7 separate regions of the Mus musculus genome follow, and regions 1, 2, 3, 4, 6 and 7 are each linked to region 5. A link is a contact called in public promoter capture Hi-C data. All regions are on one chromosome and are shown on one strand. Each heading gives the region's core, a stretch centred on a gene start, on an enhancer-like site or on the middle of the called end of the contact. The rest is flanking DNA. Distances are from core to core; before and after follow the strand shown. Region 1 holds the start of Inhbe (inhibin beta-E). Region 2 holds the start of B4galnt1 (beta-1,4-N-acetyl-galactosaminyl transferase 1). Region 3 holds the start of Ctdsp2 (CTD (carboxy-terminal domain, RNA polymerase II, polypeptide A) small phosphatase 2). Region 4 holds the start of Atp23 (ATP23 metallopeptidase and ATP synthase assembly factor homolog). Region 5 holds the start of Tafa2 (TAFA chemokine like family member 2). Region 6 holds the start of Avil (advillin). Region 7 holds the start of Mettl1 (methyltransferase like 1).

Evidence for each region. Promoter capture Hi-C pulls out the DNA fragments that hold promoters and counts their contacts.
Region 1: a contact with region 5 is called in a promoter capture Hi-C map of pre-B cells. The contact joins the promoter of Inhbe here to the promoter of Tafa2 in region 5.
Region 2: a promoter capture Hi-C map of pre-B cells shows a contact between it and region 5. The contact joins the promoter of B4galnt1 here to the promoter of Tafa2 in region 5. A contact is called at or near these places in 1 of 39 promoter capture datasets (pre-B cells) and 1 of 484 Hi-C or Micro-C datasets (pre-B cells).
Region 3: a promoter capture Hi-C map of pre-B cells shows a contact between it and region 5. The contact joins the promoter of Ctdsp2 here to the promoter of Tafa2 in region 5. A contact is called at or near these places in 4 of 39 promoter capture datasets (cranial neural crest, frontonasal cranial neural crest, maxillary cranial neural crest and 1 more).
Region 4: a promoter capture Hi-C map of second pharyngeal arch cranial neural crest shows a contact between it and region 5. The contact joins the promoter of Atp23 here to the promoter of Tafa2 in region 5. A contact is called at or near these places in 5 of 39 promoter capture datasets (cranial neural crest, frontonasal cranial neural crest, maxillary cranial neural crest and 2 more).
Region 6: a promoter capture Hi-C map of pre-B cells shows a contact between it and region 5. The contact joins the promoter of Avil here to the promoter of Tafa2 in region 5. A contact is called at or near these places in 3 of 39 promoter capture datasets (cranial neural crest, maxillary cranial neural crest and pre-B cells).
Region 7: a promoter capture Hi-C map of pre-B cells shows a contact between it and region 5. The contact joins the promoter of Mettl1 here to the promoter of Tafa2 in region 5. A contact is called at or near these places in 6 of 39 promoter capture datasets (the 3T3-L1 cell line, cranial neural crest, hippocampal neurons and 3 more) and 1 of 484 Hi-C or Micro-C datasets (cerebral cortex).

The regions. Positions count from the first base shown.
Region 1 is chr10:127,350,497-127,353,255 of GRCm38.p6, forward strand. Inhbe (inhibin beta-E) reads right to left here and starts at 1,352. Exons shown (of 2, transcript NM_008382.3): 1 at 752-1,352; 2 at 1-515. The coding sequence starts at 1,049.
Region 2 is chr10:127,163,802-127,166,501 of GRCm38.p6, forward strand. B4galnt1 (beta-1,4-N-acetyl-galactosaminyl transferase 1) reads left to right here and starts at 1,355. Exons shown (of 11, transcript NM_008080.5): 1 at 1,355-1,718; 2 at 2,203-2,421. The coding sequence starts at 2,204.
Region 3 is chr10:126,977,452-126,980,151 of GRCm38.p6, forward strand. Ctdsp2 (CTD (carboxy-terminal domain, RNA polymerase II, polypeptide A) small phosphatase 2) reads left to right here and starts at 1,266. Exons shown (of 8, transcript NM_001113470.1): 1 at 1,266-1,850. The coding sequence starts at 1,787. Gm40798 (a long non-coding RNA gene) reads right to left here and starts at 69. Exons shown (of 2, transcript XR_872169.3): 1 at 1-69.
Region 4 is chr10:126,899,957-126,902,715 of GRCm38.p6, forward strand. Atp23 (ATP23 metallopeptidase and ATP synthase assembly factor homolog) reads right to left here and starts at 1,415. Exons shown (of 6, transcript NM_001159559.1): 1 at 1,146-1,415. The coding sequence starts at 1,332.
Region 5 is chr10:123,262,814-123,265,513 of GRCm38.p6, forward strand. Tafa2 (TAFA chemokine like family member 2) reads left to right here and starts at 1,263. Exons shown (of 5, transcript NM_001252387.1): 1 at 1,263-2,700.
Region 6 is chr10:126,999,353-127,002,052 of GRCm38.p6, forward strand. It overlaps Avil (advillin), which reads left to right and starts at 1,357. Exons shown (of 20, transcript NM_009635.3): 1 at 1,357-1,479. It overlaps Ctdsp2 (CTD (carboxy-terminal domain, RNA polymerase II, polypeptide A) small phosphatase 2), which reads left to right. Exons shown (of 8, transcript NM_001113470.1): 8 at 1-623.
Region 7 is chr10:127,040,513-127,043,212 of GRCm38.p6, forward strand. Mettl1 (methyltransferase like 1) reads left to right here and starts at 1,420. Exons shown (of 6, transcript NM_010792.1): 1 at 1,420-1,558; 2 at 2,548-2,700. The coding sequence starts at 1,467. Eef1akmt3 (EEF1A lysine methyltransferase 3) reads right to left here and starts at 882. Exons shown (of 3, transcript NM_001205036.1): 1 at 706-882; 2 at 476-587. The coding sequence starts at 882.

The sequences.
Region 1 (2,759 bases), core at 102-2,601, 4.1 Mb after region 5:
GTATCCCTCCGGCTGCAGGATCCAATCCCGCCACCCCAGCTCCTGGAAGTCTACATAGTGGTCTCGCCTACAACATAAGGGGGTCTCAGGCTCACAGGTGGGAGTCCTCCTCCTGGCCCGACCTGCTCCAGGTTCATTAGCTCGGATCTTAAGTTCCAAGAAGGGACGTTGCTGTCCCGCTGTGTCCAAGAGCAGCCGTGGCAGTCCCGCAGCGGTGCTGTTAAGGTCCAGGGGTCTAAATTCCAGTTGGAGTTTCACGACGCCAGAGTCCTCACTCCGCAAGCCGCTAGAGGGCAGAGTCAGGGCGTGCCAGCCAGAGGAAGTGGTTTGGTGCTCAGCTAGGAAGGTGCGGAATCCTCGGCACCTAGTGGTGCCGCAACGGAAGATCCTCAGGTACAGAGTGCCCGGAAAAGAGGGAGGCACATGCAGCCAGAGGCGGGCATGGTACAGGTGGTGGGACCAAAGAGGGGACAGCTGGAAGGTGAGCATGGAGCGGTAGGTTGAAGTGGATTTGTCTGCTCAGACAAAAACAAAAACAAACAAACAAAAAAGCAAATTAAAACATGAACAAAGCTTCTCTCTGACACTCGGCCACCCTACCCAACCATCCCTCATCTCTCATACAGACCTCTGCAAAGGGCCTGGACGGCCTGTGTCCCCAGCTCTTTCTCTTGCCACACCCCACGCCTCCTGCCTCCCCTGCAGGCCTCTCCTTGTGTCTCCTGTCCCCGGTCTCTCTCCCCTCACCCACCTATGATGGTAGCAAAGCTGATGACTTTCTCTCGGTTGCCAGGGACCATGCTCTTGGGCTGCAGTCTCCGGAGGGCTCTGGTCAGTGCTGCCTGGGGCAGAGGCCGAGTTATTCTGGGACGGCTGGTTAGGTGCAGTCCCTCCAGGATTTGCTGCTTGGCTAGCTCCAGGACCAGAGCGCGTTCTCCTTGGGGTGCCAGTGTTGGGCCCCCACAGGACGGGCACGCAGATCTTGTACTCTGCACCCACACCAATGCCCACAGCAGTATTAGCCAGAGCTGGGCTTTTGGAAGCTTCATGCTCCAGGTAGATGGCTCTGCTTTGAGAACCTCGAATGGGTGGCAGTTTTATGAGTCTGATTTCCCAAAGAGGATACAGAAGCAGCAGCAGCAGCAGCAGCAGCAGCAGCAGCAGCAGCAGCAGCAGCAGCAACAGCAAACCAGTGTCACAGCTACCCTTGACAAAGAGCAGACCAAGCTACTTGTCCTCAATAGCCTAGGACTCAGGAAGACTGAGAGTAGATCGCCTGGTGGGGTAGCTATGTGTGACCCTCACAGTTCATGACTAACTACTGGCAGGGCCTCTTTAGAGCCAGTTGCTTGGGATCCCTCACCTAGCGGTCAACCAGCAGACCTACCCTCTGAACCTTAGGATTGGCCAGCTGCGCTGCCCATCAGGCCCCTGCAGGGGGTGGAGGGCTCCCCCGGGACTCGAGTTTCACCATCTGGGTGTGGTGGCTTGAGGTAGGGGTATGGAGGTGCAACGTGGACATGCATGATGCAAGAAAGAGGATGATTTCACACGGTCAGTTCCCAAGGTCTGGGATTCAGGTGAGGGAGTCCATAGGAGCCAGGTGGGGATGGGCGGTGGCTCCTCAGTATGCCCTGACTGACTTCCGAGCTTGAAAACGGAAACCGTTTTATGAGGCTGTTTCAGTGGGTTAGTTCTCGGGGTTTCCATGTCAGAACAATAATTCTAGCGTTCAAGCCGAGTTAGGTTTTAGAAAGGGTGGTTTAAAAAAAAAATGGAGTCCTCTTGATCAGGCCTAGGTGGCAGTGCCACGGGACATAGAAATTACCTTTTGACCCTGCCTGTGCTGGCTGCCCAGAGTCCACCTGGGGGAGGGCCAGAGCAGGGATGAGGACATCTTCTGTGATGTCTGGGGAAACCCGGCCAGGTGGGCTCGTGGTGATGCAATCTTACAGCAGAGCAGAGTCCGGCAGAGCTGGCAGAAGGGCGAGCGCCTTTGAAGCACCTGTGCCTGGTAACTACTGCCTTTAGGGTACTGTAGGAGTTGGCCAAATCTGAGGCAGCCCAGGAGTGGTGCCAGGCTTCTGGTAATGTAGTTGGAAAATGGAAATTTAAGGGACCTAGGGGACAAAGCCGGAAAAGCCGCCTCAGGTCTTGGTCATCCAGGCTTTGTTTTATTTTTGCTTGTTTGTTTGAAAGATTTATTTATTTTATATATGTGAGTACACTGTCACTGTCTTCAATCAGATACACCAGAAGAGGGCATTGGATGCCATTACAGATGGTTGTGAGCCACAACGTGGTTGCTGGGAATTGAACTCAAGTCCCCTGAAAGAGCAGCCAGTGCTCTTAGCCACTGAGCCATCTCTCCAGCCCCCGACTTTGTTTTTTAATGTGTGCGCATGTGTGTGTGTGTGTACGCGCGTGCTCGTGTGTGTGCATGTGTGTGCTTGTGTGCACGTGTGTGTGCTCGTGTGTGTGCATGTGTAAGCTGGAGCACAGCCCTGTGTGCCATCCCTAGGGACGTCATCCACCTACCTCCTTTGAGACAGGACATCCTTGCTGGTCTGGAACTCACTAATTAGACTACACTGGCTGGCCAGTGAGTCCCAGTGTCTGCAACGCTGGGATTGCATTTCTACCTGGGCTCTGGAGACTCTAATGCAGGTCCATGCGCTTGTAAAGCAATAGCTTTATCTACTGAGTTATCTCCCAACATCTGACCTCCCCCAACCCCATTATAGGCTCTCTTTGTGTAG
Region 2 (2,700 bases), core at 105-2,604, 3.9 Mb after region 5:
TTTGAAGCAAGCTTTAATACTAGCCAGGATGATGGACTCTGGCCAGTCCACTCCAGGGTTCCTAGAAAATGGCCACCAGCTACAATGGCCAGGTGATTATAAAGGGCTAACTCACAGGCTATGCCTTGGTCAGATGGAAGCAAGCATACATCCTGACATACTTCCTCCTACCTACCTCTCAACTCCCTGTGATCCCCTAGAAAAGTGAACGCATGTGGCTTGCTATCTGATACGGGTAACAGCTTCCAGAGAATCGTGGCGTATCTGTCCTCGGGCAGGGAGTTGACCGGTTACAAAGATCATTTTGATTCACGGAGTTCTTGGGCACAGTAATAAAAACCTAACTTTGCATTCTACACCCGATGTCTATCAAGTGTTTTGTAAATAAATTTATTCCTATTTACAATAATATTCTATCTACATGTGGGTCTGTGAAGGGGTATCCAGACGCCCGGGAACTGGAATTATTGTTGTAAGCTGCCATGTGGGTGCTGGGAATTGAACCCAGGTCCTTTGGAAGACCAGCCAGTGCTCTTAACTGCTGAGCCATCTCTCCAGTAAGTGTTTTATATAGACAGGTTTACTAATATTTCCCTTCGCCTCTTGCTTAGGGGATCTCTTCCGACTGTAAAGGAAAAAAAGCCCTTGATTTATTTTAAAGGTTTTGTAATTCTACTTTTAGCATTTGATCTGAAACTTCTGGTTTAAGGGTGGGTTTTCCCTCTTCTCCCCAACACACACACACAGTTCATTCAATATTGCTTATCTACAGCCCCAACCCCCAGACACATTTTTCATTATGTTTTACCTATTTTTCTATTCAATTTTGATCCTTCTGAGAACCACAGGACTTTGTTTCTGGTCAGTGTCGGGAATCAAGCCACCTATGGCCTACTTCACTGTCCATCTGGCCACTTTCTGCGGTTCCTCTTCAAGTCTGTACCAAGAAGCAGTTAGGGGAAGTAGGCCGGCCATTGAGTAACGGCTTGCCTCGGTTGATGGCTGGAATTCGGAGCCAAGAGGTCAGAGAGAGGCCGCTGTCTTTGTTGCTCGTGAGGCAGTGTTCACCTCCAGGGCTGGCTGGTTTTATTTATTTCATCTTCCCCATCCAAGTGTTCCTTGAAATGAGGTTAGACCGCATACTGAACCCAATCGCCCTTCCTGGGGCTACACTGTGAACGAGTGGGGAAATGGCGGGGACCGGGAACTGGCATCTTAGACACCGCGGTTTGGGGACGAAGGGATGTGAAAAGGGGGGACCTTCCCGGGAGGGCTCATCGCCTAAGCAATCTTCTCCGCGTCCGCCAGACGGCGCCGCGGAGCTCGCCATCCCCGCTCAGAGCCCGAGCCTGTGCCGCAGCCAGCCCGGGAGCGGCGCTGCGCTGCGGTGTGAGAGCCGGGCGGAGGCCTGAGCCCTCGGCTGCCTGGGAGCGCGACGCGGTGCCAGGGCTTCCCCGCTTTGTCGCTGGGGCTGGGGCGCGGCGGATTTACGATCCAGTTCACCCCGGCAGGAAACGTTCAGAACCACCCCCGCGCTGCGGTCTACAAAGCCCCGGAGTCCGCAGGCGGGAGGAGTCGGATCCCCGACACTGTCGGGCTCCCTCCCGCCCAGCTCCCGCATCAGGCCGTCGCCGGCCTCATGAGGACCCCCCGGCCGGGGCGGAGAACCGGGCACTGCCCGGACCGCGATCCTGCCGCGGCCTTAGAACGTTAGACAGGTCAGTGCGCTGGCACGCCCGGCGGCCGAGGTGTGGGCAGGAGCGGCGTCCTCCTGGCCTCGCGCATCGTGCCCGTGGCTCAACGAGGCCACCCGAGGGTCACCGAGGCCGGGCACCCGCGAGCGCGGGCGCGACACCGTGCCTTCCCTGACCCGCCAGGTGCAGTACAGCCGCCCCTCCGCAGCACCCTGGCCCGGCTGCTGCCCGTGGGGTGGGGGTGGGGTCCCCGAGGGCTGCGCACCCAAGATACTGCATGTCACCACGGCAAGCCTTGGGTGTATGCGGAAGCCCAGAGGCGAGAGAGAGGCGGAAGAAAGGAGGCCGGGAGACCTTTGGCGTGAGCATGAGGGAAGGGGTGCGCGCCGTGCGGAGCGGAGATGGCTGGCCTTGGGTACCTGCGCGAGCCTCGGAGGCGGCGGGGTCCAGAGTCCCGGCCCTCACGTTCTCTGAGAGCCTGGTCACCTCTCACCCTCCCCCATATCAGGATGCGGCTAGACCGCCGGGCCCTCTATGCGCTAGTCTTGCTGCTCGCCTGCGCCTCGCTGGGTCTCCTGTACTCCAGCACCCGAAACGCGCCAAGTCTCCCGAACCCTCTGGCATTGTGGTCGCCCCCACAAGGTCCCCCGAGACTCGATCTGCTAGACCTTGCCCCTGAGCCTCGCTACGCACACATCCCGGTCAGGATCAAGGAGCAAGTGGTGGGGTGAGTGCGGACCGCGGCGTGGCGGCGGCGACAGCGCAGAACATGCTGGAGGGGGTGGCCGGGGAGCTTTTGTTTCCTCCAGTGCTAGACTCGGACGCTGCTTACTGCTGACTGGTTGGGTGCAGTTATCAGGGAGGTGGAGAGGGCTACCGAAGCTTGAACTGGGGGGGAGACAGGGGCGCGGCAAATCTATCCTCCTCAACCTTGTCGCCGCCACTGGAGTGTGGGAGGATGTACAGGCAAAAGAGCACCCGGAGACTGCCTGCTGTCTTGATTTAG
Region 3 (2,700 bases), core at 16-2,515, 3.7 Mb after region 5:
CATTTTAGAAAAACAGCATTTTCATTAAAATGGTGTTATGTAAAAAAAAAAAAAAAAAAAAAAAAGAAGAAAGAAAAGGGGGAAAAAAGGGGAAAAAAGAGCAGTGTGTGTGTGTGTAGAAACATTCGCACTTGTAAGGAACATAGGATATATACATATGATGATAGTGCCTTGTAGGTTATGACCTACTTGGACAAGATGAAGAGACACAAATGTCTAGCTATGAGGACTGCAGTAGGAAAGCCACCAGGTGCCCCCCACCCCCCATTCCCCAGGAACTATGGCCTTGAATCATAGTAACTCATCCATCACCAAAAAGCATTTGAAATGGGTCAATGGGATGGTTTAGCCAGTAAGAGCGCTTCCCAGGAAAGCCGAGTTTGATTCCCAGAGCCCACTGTGGAAGGATAGAAGAGACCTCCTTCAGGTGCAATGGGGTGCATATACAGCATACAATTTTTACAACAACCCGATACAGAGTTAAAACTGCTTCTTTGGAGCTGCTACTCCTAGCAGACAAGTGGAGAAACCCTTCCTGAGAAACCTTAAGTTTGGGAGTTCAAACCTGAGCCTGGGCCTAAAAAATGAGGGAGAGCTTTCTGGGTCCACTAAGCACCTCTATCCTCCTCAAACTGAGGATGGAACCATGAGATGGGAGTTGGGGGTGGGAGGGGGAGCTGGACTGGGAGGATAGGGTAGATGCCTGAGTGGGAGGGGCTGGCACCTAAGGTGGCCTTAATACATAAGGTGTCATTTCCAGAGGTCAGTTCCATTCCTCACACTCTGGAGTCTCGGTTCCGCCCCCTACACACTCCTTCCCAGGTACATATCAGCGGTATTCTTATATAAGGCACTGGGCTCTAAGCAGGAAATACCGTAACTGCCTCGAACCCAATCTGGCTTCTCCATTTTTCCCCAGGTTTCGTAGGGCGGAACCATTGAGCCTTCTTGGAGTAAAGCGTCGGAAACACAAACACCCCAGCACCGAGCACGGAAAGCGGAGCGTTGGAGTGGCCTTTTTAAGTAGTTGGGAAGGGGGTGTGGCCGAGAGGACCAGGAGGCCGCAGCCCAGCAAGCGGGGAGTGGCCCGGGGGCGTGGCCGTGGCGACTGGAATGTTGTTGGGTCCTTGCACCGCATAGTAAGGAGGGGCCACGCCCCCTTTCTGCGAGCGGGCCAATCGGAGTGCCGGAGCGGTTTCAAGTCTCCCCCGCCAGCCTGCCCGCCCGCCACCCCACCCCCCTCGGGGATTCGCTTTTTCCGTAAGAAAATAGCAAACCTCTGCAGGGTCCGCGGCCCCCGCTGCTCGCCGGAGGAGGGTCCCGGGGCCTAGGACGCTGGCCTGGAGCGGAACGCGCCGGCAGGCGGCGAAGAGGCCGGCCCAAGATCTGGGAGGAGCGCGGGGGTGGGCGCTGCAGCCGCGGGTTGTTTATCTGGAGTACGGAGGGGAGGGGGGAGCCTGGAAACCGCCCCGTGTCCCATTTCCTCCTCTTGTTTTCGCTCCGGATTCTCCATGTTGGACCCAAACTGAGGAGCCCGGAGCTGCCACCGGGGGATCGGGGCTGGGGGCACCGGGGAAGCCGCCGCCTGGCCCGCCCGCCCTCTGTGCAGGCCGCCTCCCTTCCCGGCCCGGGGAGGAAACGCGAGGGGGATGTGAACAGCTGCGGGAGTCGGAGTCTCGGGAGCCGGAGCCCGACGGGCCCCCGCCCAGGCCCCCCAGCCCAGCCCGCCTGCGCGCCCGCCCGCGCGTCCTCCCGCCCAGCCAGCCCGGGCCCGCGGGATTGTTAGATGGAACACGGCTCCATCATCACCCAGGCGCGGAGGGAAGACGCCCTGGTGCTCACCAAGCAAGGTAGGGGCGCAACTTCCCAAAACTTTGTGTCGCCCCCGAACGGGGAGGGGGCGGAGGATCCGGCTGGACCCGGGGTCCGTCGGTCCTCGCGCACCCGTCGGGCTCTCGGACCCCGGTGGGGGCTGAGCGAGGCCCCGGCTGCCAGCGCCGGGCGGGAGGGTGTCATCCGCGCAGCTGTCACCCGTCCGGCCACCCCTCCCCCCCCGGGGGCAGTCAGAGGCTCGGGAGGGCGCGCGTCGCGCCAGGCCACCCGCGCCGCCCCCACCCGAGCCGCGGAGATGGAGTGGTCACTCCTCCCCCACCCACCACCGCTGCGCGCCTGCCCCGGGGCTCTGGGGAGGGTACGAGGGGTCCCGAGCTGGAACGCCACCGGGACCGGAGTTTTCACGCAGGACCGGGATGCCCGGGAGCTCGGCGGTGGCGGCGCGGGGACTCGGGACGAAGTTCACCGGCCCGAGGCGGGGGCGGTGGTGGGGGAGGGGGGAGGGCCGCGGTCACTGCCGGGCGCGGGACTCTCTTCGCGGCTCGGCGGAGCAAACAAGCCGGACCCGAGGCCCGGCCGGAGCCCCTCCCTGCCCCGTGCGCTCCCCCGGGGCCGCCGCTGCACAGACACAGCCGCGTTTGTTTAGCCCGGGAGCGGTGTCCCTGGTTACATAATTCGCCGGATGGCATCAGACCCAGCGTGTTTCTGAATCGCGCAGCGAAAAAGTGCGAGTTTGTCTGTGGGCAGAGGCTCGCGACCCCCCACCCCGATTGCAGGGGGAGGTCGTCGGATTGAAGCAAACAGGGACGTCCGCAGGCAGGCCCTATCTGGGGTGTGCTTGGGGAGCGAAGCGGAGGCCTCAGCCTC
Region 4 (2,759 bases), core at 165-2,664, 3.6 Mb after region 5:
CAGCGCCTACACTGCTCTCTGTGGTAGCACCATGCCTCGCTCTGAGTACCACAGCCCAATGGGACCTGCCCACCAAAGTTCTTCAATGAGGGTTAGCAAGCAGAAATGTGTGAGTCTATGGCCAGTAAGAGAGAAGAACGGTGGCTTAGGGATTGAGCCCAGTGGTAGGGCCTTGCCTGGTAAGCACAAGGTCTTAGGTTCAGTTCTCACCTCTGAGGAGGGAGAGGAAAGGAGGGAGGGAGGAAGGGAGCTAAAAAGATGGCTCAGTGGTTAGTAGCACTTGTTGCTCTCGCTGAGAACCCAGGGTGAGTTCCCCAGCACCTGCATAGTAGCTCACAGTCCTGGACACCAGGAATGCAGAGAGTGCGCAGACACACATGCAGGCGAGACAATCACACACAAAAATAAAGAAATCAAAAAAAAAAAAGCTTTAAAAAGAAGACAGTAAAATCTTTGATCAGTTGATGATTGAATTATGACCAATTCTGCTATAAAATAGTAACTATTTGGAGGGTCGAATACATTTAAATCTTACTTTCCTAAATAAATCTGAGGTAGACAGGCAATCTGCAGATGCAGAGGAGCAAGGCAGTGTCCCGGGACTGGAGATAAATTGCTCAGTGGGAGCCAGTGTGCCTGGGTGACCCGCGGCAATAATAAACCTCTTAGATGTCACAGGCTTCTTAGAGACTATGATGAAGCTAGGAACTCTCCCTAGAAAAATGCACTTAGGTGCATAAACACGAGGGTTTTCAAAAGTTCCTATTCTAGCATTCTCCACAGTTCCTACTGCAGTGACTGAAGGTTAAAGAATCGCCCACCCCACCCCCACCCCAGGGAAGGGGTGCATAGCCAGAAGTAGAGCTGCCTTATTAATGAATGGAGCTCTTTCCAGCTCTCACCTGCACCCTAGAGCCCGTGCCGCTGCAAAACTTACATAAGAAACTGGTGAGTGTGACCCAGGAGGGCAGACTCCCAGCCCAGGCCTTCAGAAGCGCGAGTGGGGCGGAGGCCCACGCCCCCTCCCGCCCACGCAGCCCTAGGGCTGCAGTGCAGTCCGGGATCAGTGGGGGCACGTCCGGGCCCTTCCTCACCCCCCGGGTCCTGTGCCACCCCGACCCCAGCCTCCAGGTCGCGGCTCTTACTGGTATCCAGCGTCTTCTGGAGCATGAGCGGACAACTCTGGTCCCGGGTGAAGAGGCTGGAGAGGAAGCCCTGCTGGGGCTTCCCGTGGGCCGGCGGCTCAGGCGAGCCCTGGCCAGAGTCGGGTCGCTGCAGCAGTGGCTCGCCAGCCGCAGGGCCGAGCTCGCCGCCGCCCGGAGCTCCTGCCATGAGGCCCGCAAGCCTCCTCCTGCCCGCTCGACCTAGGACAGCCGCTTCCGCCGCCGGCGCACGCTCCGCGGGCCAGCACGAAGGAGACGCGGCGTGCAGCTCGTGGGCGGGGCTTGGTAGGCGTGGTCGGTGGGCGGGGCTGATGGGCGGTGCCTCGCGACCGCCGATGCTGGCCACTATATTGCCTTCTGCACCTCAACCATCCTCCCACTCCCTCACCTGCTGTTTCTCTTATTCCCGCTACCCACTCACACCGAATTAAAGGCAGTGTTTTCAGAAACGCTTGGATATTTCAAAGACTGGTTGGTCTCATCAAAATGTGGCTCCTGGGGACCCATTCATCAACCCTCCTCTTGCTCAGAAATAAGATACACACATCTTGGGTCTGGAGAGATGGCTCAGTGGATAAGAGCACTGACTGCTCGTCCAAAGGTCATGAGTTCAATTCCCAGTAACCACATGGTGGCTCACAACCATCTGTAATGGGATCTGATGCCCTCTTGTGTGTCTGGAAACAGCTACAGTGTACTCATATAATAAAATAAATCTTTTAAAAAGAAGGGGGTGGTTGGAAAGATGGCTCAGCGGTTAAGAACACTGACTGCTCTTCCGAAGGTCCTGAGTTCAAATCCCAGCACCCACATCGTGACTCACAACCATCTGTAATTTGACACCCTCTTCTGGTGTTTATGAAGACAGCTACAATGTATTTATATATAAATCTTAAAAAAAAAAAAAAAAGGCTTTTTCCTCAGTTCCCATAATCAGAGTCCACCAGCACACTTACTCAAAATTAATGTTGCCAGATCTGCAGTTTAAGGCACTTTGTCCGTGTTAGTGCTCTCATGACAGACTTCCAGCTTTTACGTAGTGTGTGTGTGTGTGTGTGTGTGTTTCTTTCCTCACTAAATTATTCAGCTCAGCTCACACTGCTAAACACCTGCTCCCACGGGCCAGGCAGGATGGTAGAGTTGGAGAAAACGAGGACAAATGTCCAAGAAAAATAGGCATGCAATGCCTTGTGAACAGCACTTAGGGGTCACGGTGCTCCGTAAACAAGAGTTGAATGGGAAGCAGAAGGCATCACTCGCTTGGAATATTATACAAATATGAGCGCCTGCACTTACAGACTAATAAAGCCATAAGCCAAAGATTAGATTCTTTTTATCAAGGTCCACATATGTACATTATTACCAGTCCTCATGACAACCTTGCAAAATAGTATCAACCCTAATTTGCAGATAGAACTTGCCCAGCTACAGAAGAAGGCTGAAGGTGTTACTCAGTTGAGAGAGCGCTTGCCTGATTGATACACATGAAGTGCTGGGTTCTACGCCCAGCACCACACAAGCAGACAGTGGCAACATGTGCCTGTAACAACAGCCCTGGGGAGGTAAAGACAGGAGGATCAAAGATTCAGTGTGATC
Region 5 (2,700 bases), core at 13-2,512:
CTTTTGAAAGAGGTCATTTGAAGATATGTTGTGCACAATGATTGCCATGCCCCGGAGTCTCACAAACCTACCAGATACAATCGATTAAAATTCAAAACCCTATATTATTTTGTTTTGGATTTTTATTTGAAATTGCTTCAGTTACTCCCAATTGAAAAAGTAAATTATTGCCTTTTTTAAAGAGTAGACTAAGTACAATGATCAAGTTAGAAAAGAATAAATAAAAAATTCAAAATGAATAGAAAACTGTTTAATCATGACCTTGATACATATTTTCTATTTAAAAGCACACAAATGCCTAAGGCACACCTCCCACTAAATGACAATGTTCACAAACTCTAAACAGCAAAGTTACAGGTGTGCCTAGCTTAGTTGTGTCTGACGTAACAAATCTTTTTAATAAAATTTGCAGGAATGCTTTGTTAAAATAGCCCTCCCAAATCAACTACATAAAACCCTTTAGATAGAAAATAAGGCTAAATTATGTTACCATAAAATCACCAGCTAAAACATATTCCTTAGTTCTTAGTAACTATGGTAATAAGTGGTAGTTTATAGATGGTGGAAAGAATTATGCTAATCTTTCAATGACTCAGGGCTGGGGAAACACAACTACTTAGACCTGGGGAGAATTTAGCTAGTTTGAAAAATTAACCTAGTGGAACGAGAGAGGAGTCAGTTACAGACAAGATCCCTGAGTAAGCGTTCCAGAGTCGACATTTTCTCTCATTGTGTCTAAGTCTTACTCATTTTTCGTACTATCCTAACCACTAGCTTAAATGTTTTCTCATTCATAAGCACGATCAAAATGAGCTGAGTCTAAGAAGTCCTTTCTTGGAAGATCTTATGTACACCGCTTAAACCAGGACCCAATTTGGCCAAACCTTAAGGACATGACCTTCTAGGATCTGTCTCTGAAATCTCTGTAAAGTTAGGATATTCCTTTAGCAATGAATATGCTATCATGGGATTGTGTTAAAACCCCCTTAACTTTGACTCTGTCAGAATTTGTTAGTTGTAGAAATTCAAAATCCTCTTAAATCGGATAGTGTAAGAAAATTCTTGTTTATTTTTTTGGAAGAAAAATTATGAGTCTCCGTGACAGCCGGCAAAGCGTTCTAATCCAGATTTACCGCTAGAGGGAGACATAGTCCAGCATTTGCAACGTTTGCTGTCTTATACTTTTTTTTTTTTTTTTTTCTTTCTGCAGGAAGGTGGTTTGCTCTCAGCATCTGCAGCCACTGCTGACAGAATTGGGAGGGAGACAGAGGGAGTCAAAGCCTCCCGGTCCAGCCGTCCCATTTTACTGCTTAACTCAGCCTGGAGTGTCAGAACCCATCTTTGCCTGCCTTCTCTGTGCTTTGTACAGTGGGGCCAGTCGCTCCCAACGGCCAGCCCGCTGAGTGGAACAGGGGTCTAGGGTGGACTAGCAGGGCTCTGCCCGTTGGGGTGACTTTCGAACATTATCTTTAGTGTATTTTAACAGTACAGAGCTTGTGGTGGGACTCAGAGAGGGAGAAGCTTTGATTGCTTTTTAAAATTATTTTATTTTATTTTATTTTTTGGCTTTTTTTTTTTTTTTCTTCTGGTGATCTGGATTTGTTTCCTCGGGCCCCTCCCCTTGTTCCGTTCTTTCTCACTCCCGCCTTTGGCGAAGTGACACAGGCGACACCTGCTCGCTTGTGTCTGCTGCTGGAACTCGCACCTCCAAGGTGGTGAAGGTGCCGGCGCGCTCGTGACTTGGGGGGACAGCAGAGGGGTTCCCTCCCTTGGAGCACACGATGCGGAGAGTGGCGGCGGGTGGGATGCGAGGAGCTCTACCGGCTGCACTTGGAGGCGCGATCGAGGGGCTGCAGCTGGCCGGGAGTTGCTGCTAAGTGGACGCGACTCGACGGCGCCCAGGTGTCCGAGAGGGCACCCGCGGGACCCGAGTGCGAGCTGCGGGAACGCAGGCGTCTCCCGGGGAGGACGCCGGCCGAGCGCACAGCCCGCGAGCCTGCTCAGAACCGCTCCACACCGGGAGCCTGCAGACCTGGGAGAGCCGGGGAACTCGAGGAGTGTGCTCGGCGGCGGAGGCTGCTCTGCTGAAGGTGAATCACCGCGTCCAATTGCCTTTCCCTAGAGAACCCGGGGGAGGGCGGGAGAGGGGGAACGTGTGAGCGCGCGCGTTTGTGTGCAAGGGAGAGCCGACGCGGGGCGAGAGGAAAAGTCCTCGCTCGCCGCTCAAAGCAAACAAACCGGAGATGGAATAAGAGCGGCGGTGGCTGGAGCCCGCCTGGATCCTCGCAGTCGCGGGAGCCGAGCGCACCACCGCGCGCAGCGCATCGCCGGGGACAGCGGGCGACCGCGGGCGCCGCCGGGGGCTGCGGAGACTTTGGCTCTCCCCCTCGGTCGACGACCCTTCCGATTACTTTGACACTGTGGGATAAAGAGCAGAGCCCGGGGACCGACCTCGCGCGCTGCACCTTCCTTTTGCTTCGGGGAAGGGGGACCCCAGCTTGTAGGTGAAGACGCTGCCGAGCCCCCCTTTAGCCTTCGGAGGAGGCAGCACTCACACTCGCTCGCCCTCTGCGAACACACACCGGCGGACTTGAGGTCCCTATGCCCCTGGATGGTGCCAGCGGACCGGCATCTCGGAAGCGATGCAGGAGCGGTGAGGCTGGCGTCGGCCCGCGGAAGCTACCGGACCATCGCTAGGTG
Region 6 (2,700 bases), core at 107-2,606, 3.7 Mb after region 5:
TGCCTCCACCCCCTGAGTGCTGGGGTTACAGGTGATAGCTGGTCTCCTGCCTCCACCTCCTGAGTGCTGGGGTTACAGGTGATCGCTGGTCTCCTGCCTCCACCTCCTGAGTGCTGGGGTTACAGGTGATCGCTGGTCTCCTGCCTCCACCCCCTGAGTGCTGGGGTTACAGGTGTGATCACCTTGCTGGCTTGTGAGGTGCTGGGGACAACCCAGGGCTTCGTGCATGTCAGGCACACACTCCCAACTAAGCTACATCCCCAGTCCCTCTTTCTAGAAAACAGATAAGTCCATGTTCAGGGGAGAAGAGGTCACAGGTCAGGCCAGCTGCCCCATCCTTTAGTTCGGGGTTAGCTCCCAGAACTGCCCTGCACCATAAGCTGGTGATTCTCCATGCCTGTCCTTACCCCGGATCTGGCTATTCCCGTGATGCCATTTGGAGGGGAGAGGTCTGCTTCCCACTGTGACCAGGCTATGGGATCCTTGGCCACCTTGCTTCATGATTTGATACATTTGTTGTATTCAAAAACTTGAACTGTAGGATGCCATTAAGAGTCTGTTTATATTTTTGGAATATTTGTATTACAATTGTTAATAAAGGCTGGTTTAAAAACCTGTGCAGGACTGGGAGCTGCTTTTGCTTTCCTTCCCTTCCACTGACCTGACACTCGGTGGACACTGTTCTTCCTGCATGACCTCGTTGATCGTGAAATGATAGCACCTGGCAGAGCAAACGCTGGGATTCTGATCAAGGTTACAGAGGTTGGAGTGCATTAGCCCCTCTCGGGCCTGGGTTGGAACCAACTCCCTCTCCCCAGGTACTTGGCAAGCGTTTGCTTGCTGTGCTATTGACTGGGGTAGAGACTGAAGCCCTGGGGGAATTGGAGGCTCCTGCATGTGCTCTTGATGCTGCCAAACAGGCCTTGAGATTCAGAGCCCAGCATGGTTTCCAGGCACATAGTAGGATGACTTGTACAGACTCCAAGCAACAAAAGCTTTCCTGACACCACAGAATTGCCCAGAATCATCTCTCAGCCCTGAACGTCCAGGCACACAGTAGGGGAGCTCTAGCCAGTCTCCTGTCATCAGCATAATACGTTCATATCTACAATATGGCAAATTCATATCCTCCCTCACTGAATTATTGATGGACAGTGCACTTTTAAAAAAATCAATAGACCAGGGTGTGGAGCTGGAGTTAAAAGAAGCCTTTAGAAGTCTGCTCTTCTTGTTTTCGCTGTTTTGCATAGGAGCAGATAAAGCTTTCCTCTCTGGTTTGAATAAGTCAAGCCCAGGGCTAGGTTGGCTGTGATTGGCCAGAGCTAGGAGAATGTGGTTATGATGCAAACACAAGCAAATATAACCCTGTGTCTATGCTGTGCGGCCATTGCTGAAACAGGCTTCAGGACGGGCTGCTTTGGGAGACCTCATCAGTACTTCACCTGCTGCTTTGCCGGACTTCGGAGGACAGAGGGTCAGGTAGGTCTACTCTGTGTGTCCTTGTCAGCCAAATGCTGAGTGTGGATGAGGCCAAAGGTGAAGAAGGGACAAGAGTCATACCTTCCCTGGCTTTTGTCTTTGGGGATGCAGCTTTGGAAAGATGGAGCTTTGCAAACTTCACACTGAGAGAACCTGTAGATCCCACTGGCTAGGTTGGGCACGTTCTTGAGGCTCAGGGATTTGGGGTAACAAGACCCCTCTCATCTGTTCCACTGTGGGGCAAGAGAAGTTTAAACCCCAGTAGGTTACAAGCTACCTGGAATCCCCAGACCATACCCCGTGCCTGTGATCTTTGTAGCTCTCCGTACCCCAAAGTGCTGGTGGTTACGGCTTGGGAAGACAAACAGACCCAGCTTTGGGGGACTTTGATGTGGATAGATGGAACTGGGCTTTCTGGGTGTGGCATTTCCTGAATCTTGGGTCTCTAATCAGCTCCTGGATTCTGAAGTTCCATGGGGGACATGGGACTGCACTGGGGGCTCGGATTCACCGTGCTAAGGTTGCTGGTTAGGCTTTACCGATAACCAGGACTGTGTCAGCTCTGGTTCCCTTTCCTGGGTGGGTCACGCATTAGACTTAAAAGTGAGAGAACTCGGCCTGAAGGAAAGCTGACTATTTCCTGGTGGTTCTGAGCTGTGCAGGGTGGGGCAGCACAAGTTATCAAATTAAATACTCAAACATTGGCAGTTCCGCACCACGGCTCTGCTTCAGTCTACTGCGGCATCACACAAAGGGGCCTGGCTCTTTGGTGGTAATGGTGCATCCTCTCCAAACCTGGTTAGATCCATTAGGGCTCAAGAAAAGAATGGTCGGTGGAGTCAGACCCTTTTTTTTCTTTTAGGGGTGGGGCCTTGCTGGGGATGACAGACGCCTACTATTTGAACAATGCCCCATCCCCAGACTTAACATAGTTAACAAGCCCTGAATATCACCAACTATCAAACATCCACACAATCTCCCTCCCCCTCCAATCCCCCGGGACGATTTTGTCTTTTAATCTCTCGTAAGTCCAACCATCCCATCTTTGAGTCTTAGGAGAAGCCAACCTAGCGATCACTTGGCATACCGTGAGAGCTCAGTCTCCCCGAGGGTAGGACTTGAGATGAGACATGTTCGCAGACCTACTGGGTCACCTCGTGTGTTAACCCCAGCCAAGTGCTGACTACTGTGACCAGCGTAAGATCCCCGTGGTCATCTTAC
Region 7 (2,700 bases), core at 170-2,669, 3.8 Mb after region 5:
TCAAGGCTAATCTCTACGTAATGAGTTTTAGGCCAGCCTGGACAACAAGAGAGCCTGTCTCAACCAGACTACAAAACCACACCCACACCCCCTACCCACACACACACACACACCCAAAAAAAAGAAAGGAAAGAAAAAGATATTTAAAAGATCCTAACATAACAAAGCTACAAATCTTTGATGAGGTTCACTGTCCTAGGTCTCTCCTTCAGAAAATCCATGCAAGCATTTTAGCGAAAGAGCATCTCCAGTTTTTTTTTTTTTTCACGGAAAGCCTATCTTATTTGTTTCAGGTACCCTGAAGCCAACTAGCTTGAGTGTTCTGAACACTCGTCAGCGCTGTCTGCCTTGCAGGAGAATAGAGGTTTGTTAAAAGGAAAGAACTGAGCTGAGTTCTACCCACCCCCAGGAATCCACGTCCTCACTTCTCCACACTCCAGCTCCCCTCCTCCCGCCGCAATGCCAGCTCACGCACCCTGCAGCGCCGCCAAGATTCCCACGATGCCCGTCCCCGCGCCCAGTTCGATCACCTTCTTGCCTCGAAAATCCACATTTTGACTCTCGAAATAGTCACACAGGCTCAGAGCCTATGAGGAAGGGAAAAAGAAAGTGGGAAACTGTCAGAACGGTGTCTCCATATGGGAGAGCCGGGGTCCGGGGACTGGACCTCTCAGGGACCCTCACTTAGGGCAGCCCATTCCTCACCGCATCCCACACGCGTGCCGCCACCCCAAGGCGCGACCCAAAGTTCTGCGTGATGCTCAGCTCGTGCCCACAGAAGCAGAACCGGCTGCTCTCTGAGTAAGAGTCTGTGAAGAGCCGGATCTCCCGTGGGAACACGGATTCGGGCTCAGTTTCCGGATCGGTGCGAGAGCTGGCCATCCGGCAGATAGAGTCCCCGAGCACCCCGGCCAGCGCTCGGATCCCCTCTATCGGTGCGGGGTTGAGGCTGGGGACTGCCAGCCATATGGGCTGCTCCCAGGCACCGGGCCCCGCCTCCCCAGTTCGCTCTCCTTCCTCCAGCTGGACTTCCTAGAGATGGATGGGGATGACCCCCGAGCCCGGGTACCTGGCGCACACAGAACAGGACCCACACAACACCATACGGGCCAGACTTGGTTTGAGACCACCCGGAGAGAGAAGAAATGATGCTTGAGTTTACTGTCAGAGGCGGGTCCCTCACATCCCGCTCACCTGTGGGGCGCACAGGTACCTGTGGGCATTTGAGAACCCAGACTAGGCCAGAACGACCCAAGGGAGGATGCGGGGTGCCCGGAGCTGGCCTCCCCAAAGCACGGTTAGCAATAGCAGGGCGCAGGTTTCCCCTCCCACTCCCTTCAGGGTCCTTTCCCTACGGTGCTACAGAATTTGCTCTTCGCTCTTTAAAAGGCGGGGCCCGCTGGCGGTCCGCGGGCTGCGTCATCACCTCGCGCCGCGAGCTCGGCTCTCCACGTGGACTGCGTGGCATGATGGCGGGAGCCGAAGCCCCCCAGCCGCAGAAGCGCTACTACCGGCAGCGCGCCCACTCCAACCCCATGGCAGACCACACACTGCGCTAGTGAGCGGGCCCGGCGGGGTCCGGGAGGGAGGGAAGGCGGTCGCGCAGGGGCCACCGCTAGGACTTGCGATGGAGCGGGGAGGGTTGTCCGGGTGACACGTCAGCTGAGGATGGCTTAGGGAGATTGGGCAGAAGGCGGAGTTGGCCGGCTGGGAGGGGTCGCGGTGTTGGAGACTTAAAGTCTGGGTGGACTTGCCAGCCAGATCTAGGAAGAGGGGGGAAAAACTATTGCCAAAATGAAGCGAAGCAAGTTGTCATTTCCACCTTCCGGTTTTTCTTTTTAATTTGGTTTGGATTTTGGAGACAGGGTTTCTCTGTGTAGCCCTAGTTGTCCTGGCACTCACTTTGTAGATCAGGCTGGCCTCGAACTCACAGAGATACAGCTTCCTCTGCCTCCTGAGGGTGTGCACCACTACACCCGGCTCCGATTTGGGTTTTTTAATTTATAAAAAGATAAACATATATACACACTCCTGGCCACTCCTTGTTCCATCCTCGCCACACAAAATACATAAACAAAGAGGGCTGGAGAGATGCCTCAGTGGTTAAGAGCGCTTGACTGCTCTTCCAGAGGCCCCAGCAATCACATGGTGGCTGGAAACCACTTCTAATGGGATCTGATTGCCTCTCCTGGTGTGCATGAAGACTGAACACTCATACACATAAAATGCAAAATACACGGGTAAATAAAAATTTTAAAATATACATAAACAAAGTAGTGCTCCAGTGCCTTAGGCAGTCAGTCTCTGGGAAAACCTTACACACATCAGTACCCAGAAGAACTTGGCAGATCTGCAGCCATAGCCTCATGATGGGACTGATTCACACCCTAGAAGCCAGGGGACTTCCCATTACACCTTCTACATACCACATGGTCCCTGCATGCAGAGTTTTTTTCTAAGCCTACCACCCCCCCCCCAACTCTTACACAAAATGTCTGCACTGGTATGTACAACAGTCTCATGTGTCTCATGTCTTCTTTCTAATAGCCCTGTGAAGCCAGAGGAAATGGACTGGTCTGAGCTTTACCCAGAGTTCTTTGCTCCGCTTATTCAAAATAAGAGCCATGATGATCCAAAGGATGAGAAAGAAAAGCACTCTGGGGCCCAAGTGGAGTTTGCAGACATAGGCTGTGGCTATGG